2 separate regions of the Sus scrofa genome follow, and region 1 is linked to region 2. The links are chromatin contacts, called in public HiChIP or PLAC-seq maps. All regions are on one chromosome and are shown on one strand. Each heading gives the region's core, a stretch centred on a gene start, on an enhancer-like site or on the middle of the called end of the contact. The rest is flanking DNA. Distances are from core to core; before and after follow the strand shown. Region 1 overlaps VGLL4 (transcription cofactor vestigial-like protein 4). Region 2 overlaps ATG7 (autophagy related 7).

What was found. HiChIP or PLAC-seq counts read pairs in DNA pulled down with a chosen protein or histone mark.
Region 1: a contact with region 2 is called in an H3K27ac HiChIP or PLAC-seq map of alveolar macrophages. The contact joins two enhancer-like sites. A contact is called at or near these places in 1 of 47 Hi-C or Micro-C datasets (embryonic fibroblasts) and 2 of 2 datasets of contacts at active chromatin or transcription factors (alveolar macrophages and skeletal muscle).

The regions. Positions count from the first base shown.
Region 1 is chr13:67,743,799-67,748,171 of Sscrofa11.1, forward strand. The region is part of intron 2 of VGLL4 (transcription cofactor vestigial-like protein 4); the gene reads right to left. Among named protein-coding and RNA genes, the nearest start is that of VGLL4, 130 kb to the right of the region's middle. Within about 2 kb of position 3,038, at least 10 of the 83 cell types and tissues checked have an H3K27ac peak or open chromatin away from gene starts, as enhancers often do. A contact at or near this core is called in alveolar macrophages, where this site is marked.
Region 2 is chr13:67,501,273-67,505,633 of Sscrofa11.1, forward strand. ATG7 (autophagy related 7) reads left to right here. Exons shown (of 20, transcript NM_001190285.1): 17 at 258-333. Among named protein-coding and RNA genes, the nearest start is that of ATG7, 86 kb to the left of the region's middle. Within about 2 kb of position 2,684, at least 47 of the 83 cell types and tissues checked have an H3K27ac peak or open chromatin away from gene starts, as enhancers often do. A contact at or near this core is called in alveolar macrophages, where this site is marked.

The DNA of each region.
Region 1 (4,373 bases), core at 1,788-4,287, 240 kb after region 2:
AGCTGGGGAGTCTAGAGGGAAGTCAACCTCCCTCACACAGTTCAACTTGTGGCTATCCCCATTCCCACTCTGCTCAACTTTTTTCTTTAAAAAGGAGGGCTGTTAGACAACATGATGAACCCCCGGCAAGCCTGCAGAGATAAAAGATGTGACGCAGTGTCTGCCAGCAGTACCAGGATGACATGCGACTCCACGACTCTGTAATGAGCCCCCTTTCCCATCCCCCCTTGGGGTGCAACACAAAGTACCTTTCCCACTATCACTTGAGACTCATGGCTCTAAACTTGCAGAGCCCAAGCGTATGTTTTGAGCTGAACCTCAGCCAAAGGTCACACTTGTCCAGTCAATCAGGGGTGAGAGTGGGGTCTATGCTAGACCTCTGACTGAGCTTGGCTGGAGTAGCACTCGTCTTTTCTTTAGAGCAACAGTGAGACTGTTGAGAAAAAGAGAGGAAGAAAAAGAAAAAAAACCACAACCTGTGTGACTGCTAATAATAATTAAGGCTAACAACATCAGAGTAAAACTTGGAGAGTTGAAAATATACCATTTTAATTAGAATTTCAACTACTCCAAACAATCCATAGACATTCACTTTGTCAGAGCCTTCTTGTTTCTTGTATTAGTCTATTTTACCTTAAAAGCATTTAAAAATATGAGAAGTTATTCTGGGTTGACTATAATCCTGTAAGGAAAGTGGGGAGGAATAACTCCCATCCTACAGCCAAGGAAATTAATGTTTCAGGATGGGTGAATAGCTCAAGTCACAAAGCTGATTAAGAGAAGGGCTGGAAGAAGAAAGCTGGCATTTAGATTTCCCAATTTTCAAAATCTTTCTAGCTGTGCAGGAGTGCTTCACAAGTTAAAGGAAAAGAAGTGGGAGGAAGACAACTGAAGGCAGGAAATGGGAGAAAGAGTCAAAAGGAATGAAGGGATAAAGGGTGAGGGCAGGAAGGGAGTCTTATGAGCTGAACTGTATCCCCCAAATTCCTGTGTTTCAGTTTTAACCCAAATACTCAGAATGTGACTGTATGTGAGATAGGGTCAAATGGGTGGGCCCCAATACAATAAGAGGAGTGTTCTTTTTTTTTTTTTTCTTTTTCTTTTTATGTTTGCACTCATGGCATATGGAAGTTCCCAAGATAGGAGTTGAATTGTAGCTGCAGCTGCTTGTCTACACCACAGCCACAGCAATGCCAGATCCAGGCCACATCTGCAACCTATGCCACAGCTTGCAGCAAGGCTGGATCCTTAACCCACTGAGCAAGGCCAGGGATCAAACCCACATCCCCATGGATACTAGTCAGGTCTTAATCTGCTGAGCCACGACAGGAACTCCCAAGACCAGTGTTTTTATAAGAGATTAGGACACGGACACAGACACACACAGACACACACAAACACACACAGAGGAAAGACCATGTGAACATGAAGACGGATATCTACAGGCAAAGGGGAGGCATCTCAGGAGAACACAACCCTGATGGCACCTTGATCTCGAAGTCCAGCCTCCAGAACCATGAGAGAGTGGATGTCTGCTGTGCAGGCCCCCCAGCCTGGGGTACTCTGTTCCAGCAGCCCAAGCTAACTAACAAGCAAGGAAGGAGAGGATGGAAGAGGCAAGGACACGGCTGAAACATGGGTCTTATGCAAAGAATAAAGTGCTTCACTTTGGGACCAAATCGCTTCCACCACTTGGTCTATCCTGAGTAACCTAACCTAGTGGGATGAGCTGAGGTGGAAGCAATCTAACGTCTGGAAGCCATGTCTGGATTAGAGCACATCTGCTCCCAGGAGGGGAGCAGACCAATGGGCTGGCATAGAGAGCAAGTGGACTTCTTGACTCAGTACCAGGAAAAGTGTAGAGACTCAAGTTGTGCCTCAGCACAAGGACGAGAGACCAGGGATCTCTCTGAAAAGCACTGGTAAATGGGAAGGTCTCAGAGACAGATGAGGGTCTCACCCAGATTGCACCCAGACAGTGCCAATGCTGCCAGTGTAAACAATCCCTAATGGTTTTAAACATCTGTAATTCTCTGAAGGCAAGAGGAAATGGGGTAAAAAAGTAATCCCAAAGAAATGGTAAGATGTCTACAATCCCCAATTTCCTTTCTATAGACACACATTAAGATATTTTAGTAAACTAAAGAGAAAGGTTAATCTGATATTGAAAAGCACTAACAATATTTTAAAGTAAGTTAAAAATTGTTATATTCGGAGTTCCCATCGTGGCTCAGTGGTTAATGAATCCGACTAGGAACCATAAGGTTGTGGGTTTGATCCCTGGCCTTGCTCAGTGGGTTAAGGAACCGGTGTTGCCATGAGCTGTGGTGTAGGTTGCAGACGCAGCTTGGATCCCGCATTGCTATGGCTCTGGCATAGGCCAGCAGCTACAGCTCCAATTAGACCCCTAGCCTGGGAACCTCCATATGCCGCAGGAGCGGCCTTAGAAAAGGCAAAAAGACAAAAAAATAAAATAAATTTAAAAAGTTATATTCACATCCATATGTTGCTATTCATTAAATTATCAAGTTCTGTATCATTTAAAATAACTGTGTCGTGCTATGGGTCAAAAAAAAAAAAGTCTATGCAATCTCACCCTACTGAATTCACTTTATAACTAAACTGTTTCTTCATAGATTATGTAGTACTAACCTGGGTGAAATGATCACAAAGTAAGAGGACTCAAAGTAATTTACTAAACATATCATCTATGGATATATAGCATCTCATCTTAAAAAAAAATTTAGGTACCTAATGGCAACATAATTAAATTGAAGATGCACAAATCTCAGTGTTAGGTTGTGTTGTGGATTCTTAAGTCATAATCGGGATTCATAAAGATTGAACACCTCTTTGCATCCTTGGTTTCCTGAAGCAGACCTAGGAAGCACATCAGCTTCTGTTCTAGGTCTTCTAAGGCCACAGCCTGCAGCTCTGATCAGAGCTTCAGGGGGTACAGAGTAAATCAGGGAATCTGAGTCTCAAAGAACAAGCCCTGCTTTTACTGTACTGTGTCTGCCTGGATATTGGGACATGGGTACAATGAGTCACACATCCTTACATGTCCGTCTGAGGCCCCAGCACTGACACGTGATCGTGAACTCCAAGGAGATAAGAGCATTTTAAGAACCTTGGATGTCAAGGGCAGAGAACCCTCCTTAGTGGAAAAGACTTTCTAAGCCTGCCAGAAATTCTTTGCTGTGTTTACACACAAATCTACTTTTGCAACATGTTACTGTTAATAAGAAAGAGTAGAATTATGAAAGCAAAGTGTTTGCAGATGGTATTGGAATCAGGCACTTTGCTGGAGGCTCAACTTTCTTTCTAGTAGAGTTTATAAATGCTTAGAAGGACTTGCTGAATGAGGCAAAGCAACGAGCCTGCACTAACTTCTTCAATAGGAATGCCACCTCCTAGGGGATCCAGCAGCCATGAAGTAGAGGAATTAAGCAGGTGGGGAGTGCAGGAGATGGTCTCACCTCTTCAAAATATAAGTGGGTAAAAATAGCCAAAGAAACGCTCTCTTCCAGTCCTTTGGCATGAAGTAGGTTAAATATCTAAGGTAAGAGGCTAGAATCTGCATTTTCTACACATTCTTTCATTGACAGGATACTGACTAGGCCAGGGGCCCTGAAAGCACTGAACCTTAGAATCAGTCACTGACTGTTGGAGGAGGGAAAAAAGAGAGTATTTGGGGAGCGGAAGGAGAGATTAGAAAATTAAACCTTCCCTCCTTTGACTTCCCCTAACACTGAATCTCTGGAGTGGACATCTCACAACTGGCTCCTTTCTGTAATTCTGGCATGTGGGCAGAGTGTGGCCCTGTAACTTATTTCCATGTCTTGACCACACCAGCCTGGAGCAGAGGAATGTGGTGGGCTTTGGAATCAGTGGTGTGATCCTCATCTCTCTCGAGCCTCTATTGCTTCAGCTACCTGGAGGGATTTGTGTGATTATCAGGGAAAACTCACAGGGAAGTCCCAGCCCTCAACAGGCCATTTATTACTACACTATCTGTTGAGTTCCATCCTTTGACAAACTCCCATTTAGAGGATGAGACAATGGGGACAAAAGACCATCTCCACTGTTACTCCCACGGTTCACGAGAGGTGAGCACACATACAGTTTCCACCAGCAAATCAAAGATGGGACACAGGGCCAAGGAGCACGGGTCAGTGAGCCTTGCATAACTGCTCCACAGGGAACAGCCGGTGATCTTGGGGCAGCTCCCTGACTTTCTGGGACTGTTTCCACCTGTGTGAATGTGACCGTGTGAATCCTCGCAGAGGCCCTGATCTAGTTCAAGGATCAAAGGGTGCGGGGTCAACTAGCACCCCTCCCCCATGCAGACTCTCCATTCCTTGGCTTCTTTC
Region 2 (4,361 bases), core at 1,434-3,933:
GAGCCACAGCAATGCAGGATCCAAGCCGCATCTGTGACCTATACCACAGCTCACGGCAATACCAGATCCTTAACGCACAGAGCAAGACCAGGGATCGAACCCGCAACCTCATGGTTGCTAGTCGGATTCGTTTCTCCTGCGCCATGCGGGAACTCCTATCCTTATAAATCTTACATAGGCCTCCTCTAGATCATCCTCATAGGAGTTAGGCATAAACTTTCATGAAATGAGCAGCTCTAATTGTTTACTCTTCTCAGGGGCTACGCCATTGCCAGCAGCAGCGACGACCGCATGAATGAGCCTCCGACCTCCCTCGGGCTCGTGCCTCACCAGGTCAGTGGTTGGACGTGAAATCTCAGTTTGGGACCCAATCCCAGTGGTGCCCTGGGAGAGTATTTGGGGTCACTACCATGCTGTCCTCCCAGCCCACTCTTCTTCACCCTACTTATCCTCCAGCTGCTCTGGAATTTCAGTGGGAATTCCTTAGGACCAGCTGGAGGGTATCCCATCCTGCAGGATGGTGACAAGAAGAAATCATGAACAAGCAGCGTGTCCCAAGGTCTTTGGTGCATTTGGCACATTGACTGAGGCCTCATAATGGAGTAGAAAAAAAGAACAGACTTTGGGATCAGCCAGATGGCAGCATAAATCCTAGCCTTGCAGTTATTAAATGCCCTTCCTTGGCCAAGTCACCAAACTTCTCTCAGTTTTCTTGTCTGTAAGGTGGAGGCCAGAATACGGATCTCAGGTGGTCAGTGCCAGGGTTAGAGATGATATGCAGAAAGGTATGTCACAGCTGTCAGTAAATGATGCTGATACTTTTGTTGCTGTTTTTTGTTATTAAGCATTGACTCCTTAGCCAAACAGAACCCTTAATGGCCATGCCTGGGAAGACCATTAGAAGTGTACAGCATCACCAGAAAGAGGGGAATCTTCAGAAAAAGAATCTGAAGCATCATAAGGAAGGTCCATCCCATAGAGACTGAAAGAGAAAAAAAGTGGTGGAGTGAAAATTTTAAATTTGTGTTGCTTTTTCACTAGTTTTGTTTGTTTTGTTTGTTTTGTTTTGTTTCCCCTTTGGTGGTGGTGGTAGGGAGGGTTCCTGGGGTTGTTTTTTTGTTTTGTTTTGTTTTGTTTTTGGTTGTGCTTGTAGCATGTAGAAGTTCTGGGGCCAGGAATTGAACCTGGACCACAGCAGTGACAATGCTGAATCCTTAACTGCTAAGCCACCAGGAAGCTCCTCTTCACCAGTTTTTGTTGCTGTGCTTTTGGGGGGTTCCTGGTCTTGCTCCTTGGCAGTGGTTTCTCTGGGCTCTGTGTGTGTTTGAGTCTATAGCAGGGAGGCTGTCTTGGGAGGGAAGCAGTAAGAGTCCAATTCAGGGACACGTGAGGACAGACTCGCACAGGAGTGCAGAGCTGGGTGAGTCACAGATCACATTTGTCTCTCTCTGCCTCCCCTTGCCTGGCCTGTCATTTTCCACTTGAGGGTCTGACTCAGAAGAAGGGAGATTGCTTGTCCATGGTCACAGAGAGAGGTAGTGAATATGCCGACATCTACACCTAAACCTGGCCCTCTGACCAGTGCTCTCCTGAGGTTTTATGACTGGAAATAGTGCAGCCTGCATATCAGGAGAGCTGACTTTGAATTGCTACTCCTGAGCCGCCCATCATAGACTTGTGTTAGGTCACTGACCCTCCCTCAGCCTCAGTGTCCTATCAGTAAAAGCCGGTGCTTTGCCTTGCGTCCAGAATTGTCTTTGATGAGGCTTTTTGTAAACCAGGAAACACAAGACAAATGTGACTTTTCCAGTGTGTCATTTATTTGAAATGAATGTGTTAATCTCTTCTGCAGAGACATTTCAAGTAGGACCCAGCAGACACTGTCATAACCTCCATCACAGGAGCTGTCCTCCAGAGCCAACCTGTGCAGTTGATGTGCTCATTTGAATCCCTTGCCTCTTCCCCTTTTTGCATGTCTCTCATCTCCTTCCCTCCTTCTGCCCTTGAGATGTGCCCTCCTCTCCTTTACAGATTTCATACAGAGAAGGGCCTTAATTAAATTTTCAGTCATGCCCCTGCACTGGTTTCCTTCTTTAAGTCTTTTATGTTAAATTACTGCAGTTGTAGTTTTCTCAGTGCTGAGGCCAGAGAGCAAATCAGTCCCTTTATAGAAGGGGTTCAGTGTCAAAATGCATGTGCCCATGTTTTTAAAGTACTATGGCAACTAATCCCTGTCATGTTATTTACCCCCATTGAGCCTTGCAACTGTTTGTCATTCACCCGCTCTTCTGGTTCTTTCTCCTCGTTGTTAAGTGTCTGAAGGATTATTTTGGTTGTTGGCCATCTCTTCATTTGGCCTTTTCAAAGGCTGAAGAATAATGCAGCCATATATGGAAAAAGCCCAGTGTGTGTGTGATTACTTGCTTACATTATTTCAAGTTTCAAGCCTTTATTTTTAGCTACTTTCTAAAAACGACAGCAGAGAAAGAACTTTAAAATTAATCAGGGTTGTGTGGTACCTTTTTATAGGCTTTACATTTCTTTTATTTCTCTCTTTTCTGAAATGGAGTGAGTCCATTTATGCGACTGTGTTTTGATTAGCAGGATGTCGTTTCCACAAAAACACTGGGCTGTGTTGCAATGCAGACTCAGCACCTCCCCCCCTCCTCTTCCTGGCTCTCCTGACAAATGACTTCCTGCTGCAGTGGAACTTGGTAAACCCCTTTGTGTGCTTTGTATCCAGAGAGGGGCCTGTGACGCTCCCTGGGCTTTTTTTTTTTTTTTTCCTCACCTGCCCGAAGGACAGTGCTTATTACTTGGCCCCTGTAGAATGAGCCGTGGTAGAATAGTGCTTGTCCTTGGCCGGGGAGTCACATGCCACCCCCACCAGCAACTCCTTTTGTAATGTGGGAAGAGGACCTCAGCCTGTGCTCTCCTCTGCATCAGGCCTGAGGCCTGAGGATGACTTAGTTGCTCTTCTTCCTTTGGGGCCATAGGCAGAATTTGGCCCATCCAGAGATTGGCACATGCAGAAACAGGCTTGATGAGGCCCTGAAATTCAGTGATACTCAGCCTGAAAAGAAAATCTGTTACCGAATTTGAAAACTGTGGGAAAAAACCATTTGAAGGTGAGAAAATAGGCCTCTAGGTTTGTTCTTTTTATAAAAGTCTCTGGCCCAGTGTACGTGAATGGGATTCTGCAAGTGGGCAGTGATGTGTATAAGCCACTTTCTCTCTATAAAGGGAATATCTTTTTTTTTTTTGTCTTTTTGCCATTTTCTTGGGCCGCTCTTGCGGCATATGGAGGTTCCCAGGCTAGGGGTCAATCGGAGCTGTAGCCACCAGCCTACGCCAGAGCCACAGCAATGCTGGATCCTAGCCGAGCCTCATCTGCAACCTACACCACAGCTCACGGCAACGCCGGATCGTTAACCCACTGAGCAAGGGCAGGGATCGAACCCACAACCTCATGGTTCCTAGTCGGATTCGTTAACCACTGCGCCACGACGGGAACTTCGGGAATATCTTTAATTTGCCATTTTTATCTGTATATAAAACACAGAAAATCACACTTAAATCATTAAGTATATATCTTGGATTATCACAAAATGAACACCATTCACCTGCCTGGCACACAGATCAAAATGAAATGTTATTGAGCCTCCCCGCTGCCCCCCTCATGGTTCCACTTATCATCACCTCCTTCCCACACAGAGGCAAGCTTCTCCTCACTCTGAACACCTTGAGAGAAAAGTAGAGAATACTTTTTCATTGTAAATCTTAGCATGCTATTTTTTTCTCTGCTGCTAACAAGTGGGATCTTTTATTGACAGTCAGACAGACAGAAAGAAGAAAGAAAAGGAAGAAAGTAAGTGGTCTTTTCCTGGTTCCTGGGATGGTGCTGAGTTCTGTGAGGCCAGCCAGACCCCTTTTCTGGCTTTTTGTAGAGGCCACTCCTGGCATCTCCAGGAGGTTGGTGTGCAGGCTGATGAGAGACCCTGAATGGGGCACAAATTAGCAGGCAGTAGAGCTGCTGATCATCAGAGAATGCAAATCACGTCCATTTAGTAGCTGTCCAAACAGCACGGTCTTGAGGTTAGTGGTCCTGCTTTTATCTCCCCCAGGTAGTTCACCTTTTCTGTCTTTGGGTGAATGTACTCTTGGTCCTCAAGTCCTAGTGAATGAAGATTTGAATGCGCATGCTCCTCCTAGTGGTTGGGACTTGCCAACTCCTGCTTCTGTCGGGCTCCTGTGTTCTTCATTTGTGTTACTTTTGGAAGAATAGAACAAAGCCCAAACTGGGGCAGGACCTGGGGAGGGAGCAGCCCAGGAACTCTCCACGTGGAACAGCAGCTATGGTC